3 separate regions of the Mus musculus genome follow, and regions 2 and 3 are each linked to region 1. A link is a contact called in public HiChIP or PLAC-seq and promoter capture Hi-C data. All regions are on one chromosome and are shown on one strand. The core of a region is the stretch at or near the end of the contact, and the rest is flanking DNA. Distances in the headings are between cores, read along the strand shown.

Region 1 (2,794 bases), core at 83-2,582:
ATCACTTTAGGGTTTTCCCAGGCTCATGTGAAACTATAAAAGTTCAGTGTGTGGAAAATAGGGAGACAGCTACCCAACAGCTTGTCATCCACCTGTCCAGTGATGGAGGGCCAGAGCATGCTCCTCTAAATCACAGGCTTGGGGGCAAGGGCTTGCCTGGTAACAGGAGAGACTCTAGAGTAAGAGACACTGTGCAGAGCCATGGGCAAAGGGAGTCTGCAACTGCTCACCTCCCCAAGTGTCCTCCGCCAAGCCCTGCGTTGCTGCAGGGACGAGGAACAGGCTGGCACCTCGGGACAAGACCGTGTCCTACTCTATGTTCTAGTTCAGGTAAAGCAGGGGTTAGGACAGGGTGGGGGTGAATCCATCTGCACCTGTAACCCAGGACACCATGTAGGTAGAGAACTGCGTTTTCTCACCTCCTGCAGTCTCCAGGAACATCTAGGCTTCTGTGGTGACCCCCAGCCATAAAGTTATTTTTCATTGCTACATCAGAACTGTAATTCCGCTACTGTTAAGTATCGTAATGTAGATATTTGTGTTTTCCGATGATCTTAGGCGAACCCTGTAAAAGGGTCCTTCAACCATCCCACTTAAATCGGTGGAGTCTGTAGTCTTGCTCAGTGAAACCCAGGTTCTCGGAGAGAAAGTGAAGCTTCGGGAGGAGGGCGGGGGAGGGCCGGTGCAGGACCCGCAGGGGAGCTCACCCACGGAGATGTCTCCCAGCTGCTCAGGCTTTAGCCTCACGTCCTGGAGAACCGCGGTCAACACGGCCGACAGAAGCTCGTCGGGGGTGGTGTTCTGCAGGGCGAGGCGCAGCAGCGGTGAGCCCAGCTCCCGCATCCCCGCCCGGGGACTCTGCGGTCACCGGACCCCCGACGGCAGAATTCCATCCGCGCTGGCCGCCTTCTGCTCCCCTCGCCCGCCCGAGGGGCCTCACCTTGAAGCCTCCACGGCTGGCGCGGCCGATGGGGGTGCGCCGTCCGTGCACCACCACCACGTCGGAGGCCGAGGCCTGCGGGAACCTAGCGGAGCAGGGCGCAGCTTGCAGCGCGGAGCTCGACTCGGGCCGGCCGGCCAGGTGGCCCAGCACTACCTGCAGCCGATGCATCGCGGAGGTGGGTCCTACCTACTCGTTTAGGTTCTGGGTGCAGAGCTTTAGGAACAGGAATGATGGCAGGCGCAGGCGCAGGCGCAGGCGCGGGCGCAGGCGCAGGACAGCCTTCTACGTCGCAAGGCCTGAAAGGGGATCACAACCCCGGTAGAATGATACTGCGAGAGGTAGGATGGGGTCTTTAGAGGGCCTGCCCACTCCTAGGTACAACCAATTAGATTAAGGGGAGTCTGATTGAGGGCCGCCCACTCACCCCTTGCCCCAGAGTCCCGCCCAACGCCCGTCCTAAGACGCTTTCTCTCCACTCAAAGCCCCGCCCGCCAATCCTACGGAAGCCAATCGTAATGCGCACTCTTAATCCTCCTTGAAAGGCAGACTGGAAACTTCCAAGTTTGCACAACCTTTTGTAGACATTGGGGAAGGAGGTTTCCCAAACTTCTGGTTTCCTAGGATGAACTCAGCCTCAAGGGAGTCCCTCCCCTTGAGCTCAGCGCGCAGCCGCGTAGAAGGCGGAGCCCGGCCCATGGCTTCTCTGCTGAGCTAGCCCGAGAAGACCCTTGTCTCCCATCAAAATTTGCTGTGCTCAGCCCCGGGTCCCAAAACCGAGAACTGAGGACCTAGAAAATGTTGAGGCACCTAGTTAAGCCCCAACCGGGTTGGCTGTCACAGAAGCTCTCTCAGAAAACAAAGTAATTTTGGGTTCCGGGCTGGTGTGAAGAACCGATTAAGGTGCTGAACGGCAGGCAGGTTCTAACTGTAACGTGCCCCACTCGTCTTAAGCCTGTTGATCTACGTTTGTTTGGGATAGTGCCATTAGTGCCCACATTCCCCTAGGAATTCTACTAAACCCGGGGATGGGGGTGGAGGGTGGAGGGAGACCCAGTATTGGAGATTGACACCTAAATAGATTAACCAAGTGAATTAACGAAAAAATCTTCCTTGGGTCTAGACCCAACGTTAAAGAGTAAGGTGGTAGGTTCCGCGTGTTTTTTGCAGACCCCGGGAAGGTAGTGCTGTTTGTCTCAGAAAACAAAGGACAAGATACCCTAAATGCCAATTTATGGGCAAGGTCGTGGGCTTTCCCCTTTAAAAAGCAGAGTCACAAGTGACATCAGATAGCTAAAGGTAGACTGAGCCTTCGGGTTACTACTTCCGAAGCCAGTCTGTCTCTTCCCTCCCTACTACCAGAATATAAATTACTGTACAGAAGGGCTGTAACTCCTTCAAGTCCTAAACAAGGCTGATTGAGCTAACCATGCATAATAACCACTACCAGATCGCCTAGTCCATCCACCTTGATCGGTGGGCCAAGGCAGATGCCAGAGGCGGTTTATATAAATTCTCACACCTTCGAGGGGAGGTGAGCAAACGTTAGAAGCACAAGTGGGTTGACTTTTAGGCTGGGTAGTTCTGGCCCCGTAGTCTAGATTCTAGCAAAGGGCGGAGCTTCTCGGAAAGCGAAAGAAGGAGGGGCTGGCAGGAGACTTAAGGGAAGTAGGAAACTCCACAGGCGAGCGTACTGGACGGCACCGGGGGCCCAGGGTTGCCTGCCATGTCTGCGGGAGACCCCCGCGTGGGATCCGGGTCCCTGGACTCCTTCATGTTCTCCATACCCTTGGTCGCGCTTAACGTGGGAGTGAGGCGCCGCCTATCGCTGTTCTTGAACCCTCGGACGCCCGT
Region 2 (2,794 bases), core at 76-2,575, 660 kb before region 1:
AGGGTACAAGTGAACTTTTAGACAAAAGAAAATCAATCTCCCTCTCTCTGTCTCTCTCTGTTTCTCTCTGTCTTTCTCTCTCTCTGTCTCTCTGTCACTCTGTTTCTCTCTGTCTCTCCCTGTCTCTGTCTCTCTGTCTCTGTCTCTCTCCCCCTCTGTCTCTCTCCCCTCTCTCTCCTTCTCTCTCTGTCTTTCTCTGTCTCTCTCTGTCTCTCTTTCCTCTCTGTCTCTCTCCCTCTCTCTCTGTCTTTGTCTCTCTCTGTCTCTCTCTCTCTCTGTCCTTTGTTCTGTTTACCTGGGACAAAGTCTTGCTCTGAAGTTCTAGCTAAAATAAAACTCATTTTATAGACCAAACTGGCTTTGGATTTGCAATAGTCCCCCTGCCTCAGCCTCCTGAGGGCTGAGATTTAAGGGGTGAGCCACCAGGCCCAGTAAAGAAAGTGATCGTTTTAGAGACAGAGTCTCACGTAGCCCAGGCAGGCTTCAAACTTGCTTTGTCACTAAGGATGACCTTGCACTTCTGCCCCTCCTGCCTCTAGCTCCCCAGCGTTAGGGTCACGGGCTGTGCCACCCACCACGCTGGCTTATAATATGCTGGTGATCAAACCCAGGGCTTTGTAGATGCTAGGCAAAGCAGACTACCAACAGCACCATCTCTAGTCTCTAGAGAAAAATGGTTTAATATCTAGTATAATATATAATGTATAGCATTAAGATATTAATCTTTAATATATAGCATTAACAGCCAGGCAGTGATGGTGCACGCCTTTAATCCCAGCATTTGGGAGGCAGAGGCAGGCGGATTTCTGAGTAAGGCCAGCCTGGTCTACAGAGTGAGTTCCAGGACAGCCAGGGTTACACAGAGAAACCCTGTCTCTAAAAACAAACAAAAAAAAGTACATAAAGAAAGAGAGGGACCCCCATGACGCTGACGCCACGAGAGCCCAGGATCCTGGCTTTGCTTGGGTTGGACTCCACACCCCATTTTCCATCCACCTTTTATGGAAAGCTTGACCTGAAGACTCAACTCTGAGGCTCCTCTGAGGACTTCAGAGCCATCAGAAATGTCCATCTTTGGCCCCAGCCCCAACTTCCTGAAGTCCTATCACACTGTGGGGCACCCAAGCCACCGTTAGTGGTGGCTATTCGTGGATCCCTCCAAATCCACCTTACTCTTGTTCTCCTCTCAGTACACTCTCTCATCCACGACCACAGAGCAGACTTAAACACACCTAGCTAATTTCAAATGGCTCAGGCTCAACCTGGGGCTCCAAACTGCTAAGAGTAGCTGCATGGGCGGGCCCTCGAGTGCTCGCTGCGGGAGGGGCGGGTCCGAGGGCGGGTCCGGGTCGCACAGCAAAGTCTGCAAAGCTCCGCCTCGCCCAACCTCCTCCCCTGCTAGATTTCTTACGAAAAAGTGCGGCTGAGAATTCCCAGAAGGTTCCGGATGTGAAGTCACGGGCGTGAGGTCATCGAGAGCGGTTCCAGGAATCTGAAACTTGTGGGCGAGAAAGGAAAACTCAGAAGAAGGAAAGAGGGAGTATTGGGGGTGGGAGCCAGCTGTCTGAGCCCAGGCTTGTCCGCTGCCCGAACTTGGCTCCTCAAACCCCAGAAAAGATCACGCGTCACCCTGCCACTTATGAGAAAGGCCAGTTGAATGAAGAAAGCGGTACTCATCCGTATGAGCCAGGCATGAGCTAAAAGTCCGAGACGAGTAACACAAAAGGAGAGGGGCTGCCCGCGGGGTTGAGGAATAACTTGAAAATATGAGCATGTCCTTTGACCTAACAACTGTACGTGCAAGAATTTGTCCTTAAGCACACAACAGAAGGATAAATGCTGAGGTGGTTTGGGGCCAGAGATTGTTTAAAATATTGAAGACTTAGATAATCCCACTGTAAGGAGCTAATTTTAAAATACGGCATGGGAAATTAGCACTCCATATGTTGTGTTTGCAAGACAACTGGCTTACCGGTTTTCTTCTGCGTATTTGTTTGTTTTGAAGACAGGGTCTCATAGCCATGCCGACCTGAAACACTGTACATATATATAGCCCAGGCTGGCTTTGAACTCTCCACCCTCCTGCCTCTGCTTCCTGAGTGGATTACTTGCCAGATATCTAAGATACTTTATAGTGAAGCCCAAGAATGCCCTGCCAACATTTCCTCATCCTGTGCTGGTCTCGTTTATTTCTTCACTATTTAACAGTGTAAAGGACGGAGTTCGTAGTGTATGCTGGGGGTATAAGTATCAAGTTATATCCCACTGTAGTGTTTGGTTTGGTTTGGTTGAGACAGGACTTCCATGTGTAACTCTAGCTGTGAGATCGAAATCTTCCTGCTTCTGCCTTTAATATCAGCATACAGGTGGCAGAGGCAGTCACCAGTCTGTTCTACATATCAAGGTTCAGGCTAGCCTTGGCTATATAGTGAGGCCTGTCTCAAACAAAACAAGTACAGTGAGTAGTTTCAAGGTAGAGGACACCACACAGACACGGGTAGAGCTGTGAAGAGAGCAAAGGTCTGGTTCTCGAAGCCTATGGAGAGGGATAATCACACCACAGTAGCATGGGGAGAAGGGAAGACCAGGGACACAAGTTGACATCTGAGCAGAGACCAGAATGAGGTGTGAACATCTTGCATCTGCCAGAGAGGTGTAAAGGACGCTGGGTAGGAGCCAAGGGGCCCTTGTGGGACCTTTGGATTTTACACGCCAGCAGAGAAACCCTGGGAGGGTTTTTGTTTTGTTTTCTGAATCAGGGTCTTATGCAATGTAGCCCAAGCTGGCTTTGAGC
Region 3 (2,794 bases), core at 206-2,705, 640 kb before region 1:
AGGCTGCCCGGAACTCAGGTTCCCCAGCCTCTGCCTCCTGAATGCTGGAGTTAAAGGCCTGCACCACCACGGATCTGCCATGTTTTGTTCTCAAAATGGGGTTTAAACTTAGAGCTTTTCACATGCTGAGAAAGTGCCCTACCATTGAGCTACATGCTTCTTCAGCTAGCCCTGTAGACTATTTCCTGAGCAGACTCAGCCACCCGGCAGCTTCTGTGTACCAAAGCTGTGTGTTGAGGATCTCAGACCCCAGATTACCACAGATAAAGGGCAGGCTGACTCCCCCACCCCCACTCTGCTTGTCCTCTGTACACATGTACATCCAGGACTGAAGACTGAAGAAAGGGCCCGTCATCCTCCCCACCCTCGGTGCCATTTAGGCAGGACAGAAGGTCACCTCCCTACTACACCCGGGGGAGGGGAGAATGGAATCCTGAGGGTTGGACTAGCCACTGACAGCATTCATCTAGGACAGTCAGAAGAACCCAGAATGCAGCGGGAGCGGGGCTGGGAGGGGGAGGGTCGAGCTTCCACGAAGGCTTCCAGGAGGAGGAGGCAGTCCTTGCTGAGCCATCCTAGACGTTGTTGGGATTCCCTCAGGTGAGCAGAGTGAGGGTGAAACGTTCCAGGCGGTGCAGTCAGAACGGGAGAGAAAAGCGCTCTAGGTACTGGGTCGAACTGGCCCTGCCGTGGGCTGACGAGGACTCGGGTGGGCTCCTGAGAGAGAAGTTGACTGCTAGAACACACTTTCTTCTGCCTAGTAGTACAGGGAGTTGGCTGCGAGCCTAAGGAAGGTCTTGGCGGGAGCAGAGGAGGCAGCAATCCGCTGTAAGTAGCCAGGGTCCGGCCTAGGAGAAACCAGATTCTTTTTTTTTTTTTTTTTAAGGAGGGATGGGGGTGGGGAAGCTGGTTCCAGCAATCTCTACTTTAGGTATTGTTCGGAGTAAGGGCTCTGGCCCGAGGGCAGAGGTGAAGGCCAGGCCCTAGGATGACCTTTTCTTCTCTCCTCATCCCTGGCTGGTCTCCAGTCTGAGCTAACTTTCTGCGGGATCTGGGAAAAAGAGGTGGGGTGAGGGCCGGGGAAGGGTCCTCAGATTGAATTGATAATAATCTGCCCTGGGCGGGTGGAGGCAGGGGAGGAGCTTCCATCGCTCGCAGCCTCAGTCTACCCAGTCTGCAGCTCGGGACTGCTCGGCGTGGAGAAGCGGGCATCTCTAGGACCCGGCTCTGCACGAAGCTCGGCTCCGCGATCTTAGGAGCCGAGCGCGGAGCAGCGGCGTCGCGGCCCGGTCACAGTCCGCGGGGAGGCTCGAGGCGGGGGAGGGGGCGGTGCCTCCGGGGCGGGGCCGAAGGCTGCGGGCTGCGGGGCGGCCTGGCGGGAGGCCCGGCGTGCGTCAGCGCCGTGAGCCCCGGAGTTTTCCACTGACGAGGAGGGCGGAGCCGCGGGCGGGGCCGGGGCTGAGCCAGTCTCTCCCGCCGCCGCCGGACGCGCAGACCTGGGCCGGCTGCACCGACGGCCGCCCGGCCGAGCGCACTGCGGGTCGCTGTGTGCGCTGCGACCCTGGGGCCGGCACACGAGTGGCTTCGGTGAACTGGGCGAGCCCTGCTAGCTTAGGTGAGTGCCACGGTTCCTGAACGCGGCGGGATGGGAAATGGGGCAGGGGGCGTCTCGGGTGAGTGGCGCTGTCACTCCAGCTCCCCGCTGATCTCCCTTGGGTCCTCCGGAGGGGACGCCGGGATCCGGCCTCCGAGCCCGACTGGAGATCTGGCGCCTGGAGTGAGAGCCCACGGCTGCGAGGTGGCGGGGGGGGGGCAGGCTTCCCCTCCCCCGCCTCGTTGTGGTTACCCCAGATGTCCAGGCGCCCCAAAGCCGGGCGCAGGTGGCAGTGGGACGGGGCGCGCGTGCCCGCGGGTGAGTTTCCTTTTGACCTAGTTGCCTGAGAACTTTTCAGAAGTTACTCGCGTGGCCGGGGCAGGTGACATTGGTCGTCTTCCTCCTCGGGCTCCCTAGGGGGAGGGTGCCCGAGCTGCGGCGTGTGCCGGGCGCCCTCGGCAGGCGGGGGTCAGGGAGGGTTTGGAGGGATGAGTGAGGAATGAGCGAGGCTTGGTGAGTCACGGACCCCGGGAGGGAGGCGGGGGGGAGAAGGATTGTGTCGTATGTTCACCTGTCACCGTCACACTCAGAGGCCACTGCCGTGAGTCACCGGGGCGCAGCTACACCGACCACCCGCGGGCACACGTAGGCTCTCTCCCACGCACCTCTACTCCCTCTTCTGCATGCATTTCCTCTCCTTCCTCAGTTTCCCCTTCCCGGAGGTCCTTTCGCCTTCATGTACTGTAGAAAAGCCTACACCACAGCAACGGCCACACACTTAGTCACTCGGGTTGCCGATACAGTCACTCCCAGATGTAGCCCACCTTCCTGACAACAGAGAATTCCTCCCTCCTCTCTAGCTACCCACCCAACATCTCTGGACCGAAGTCTCAGCCTTCTGCAGAGAGTAAGTCAATACTCTCTGCCCCCAAATCTTTGACAGCCCCGCCCACATCTCCCGAGCTGTCACCAAATCCACCCCCTTTTCTCCTTTGCGCTTGTCCTGTCAGTTCACCTGGCCCTACCCTGTGTCCTACGGGTCACACCCTCTCTGGCTCAGGCGCTGAGCCATCTTTCAACCATGCAAATCTAGAATTGTCAGTCCTTACTTACGCACTTGGGTGGCTTCCTGTGCCCTCGGGCTAACACAGGCCCTCTTAGTTGCATCGCCACCAGAAGGCGCACTGGCTGTCCTTGCTC

The links. Promoter capture Hi-C pulls out the DNA fragments that hold promoters and counts their contacts. HiChIP or PLAC-seq counts read pairs in DNA pulled down with a chosen protein or histone mark.
Region 2: an H3K4me3 HiChIP or PLAC-seq map of bone marrow-derived macrophages shows a contact between it and region 1, with 4 times the contacts expected there. The contact joins the enhancer-like site here to the promoter of Acaa1a in region 1. A contact is called at or near these places in 1 of 39 promoter capture datasets (neural stem cells), 2 of 484 Hi-C or Micro-C datasets (the G1E-ER4 cell line and embryonic stem cells), 2 of 115 datasets of contacts at active chromatin or transcription factors (bone marrow-derived macrophages and pancreatic cancer cells) and 1 of 9 other capture datasets (pancreatic islet).
Region 3: a contact with region 1 is called in a promoter capture Hi-C map of liver, with 4 times the contacts expected there. The contact joins the promoter of Csrnp1 here to the promoter of Acaa1a in region 1. A contact is called at or near these places in 1 of 39 promoter capture datasets (liver), 5 of 484 Hi-C or Micro-C datasets (CD4 T cells, the G1E-ER4 cell line, Th1 cells and 1 more), 4 of 115 datasets of contacts at active chromatin or transcription factors (bone marrow-derived macrophages, memory CD8 T cells, pancreatic cancer cells and 1 more) and 1 of 9 other capture datasets (pancreatic islet).

What each region holds. Positions count from the first base shown.
Region 1 is chr9:119,339,832-119,342,625 of GRCm38.p6, reverse strand. Acaa1a (acetyl-Coenzyme A acyltransferase 1A) reads right to left here and starts at 1,332. Exons shown (of 12, transcript NM_130864.3): 1 at 941-1,332; 2 at 708-801. The coding sequence starts at 1,111. It overlaps Myd88 (myeloid differentiation primary response gene 88), which reads left to right and starts at 2,608. Exons shown (of 6, transcript NM_010851.3): 1 at 2,608-2,794. The coding sequence starts at 2,667.
Region 2 is chr9:120,000,837-120,003,630 of GRCm38.p6, reverse strand. Gm33800 (a long non-coding RNA gene) reads right to left here. Exons shown (of 4, transcript XR_871355.3): 2 at 1,412-1,498. Among named protein-coding and RNA genes, the nearest start is that of Gm33800, 18 kb to the right of the region's middle. Within about 2 kb of position 1,325, at least 320 of the 459 cell types and tissues checked have an H3K27ac peak or open chromatin away from gene starts, as enhancers often do. A contact at or near this core is called in the G1E-ER4 cell line, bone marrow-derived macrophages, embryonic stem cells and 3 more, where this site is marked.
Region 3 is chr9:119,982,440-119,985,233 of GRCm38.p6, reverse strand. Csrnp1 (cysteine-serine-rich nuclear protein 1) reads left to right here and starts at 1,455. Exons shown (of 5, transcript NM_001357562.1): 1 at 1,455-1,615. Gm33800 (a long non-coding RNA gene) reads right to left here and starts at 1,389. Exons shown (of 4, transcript XR_871355.3): 1 at 1-1,389.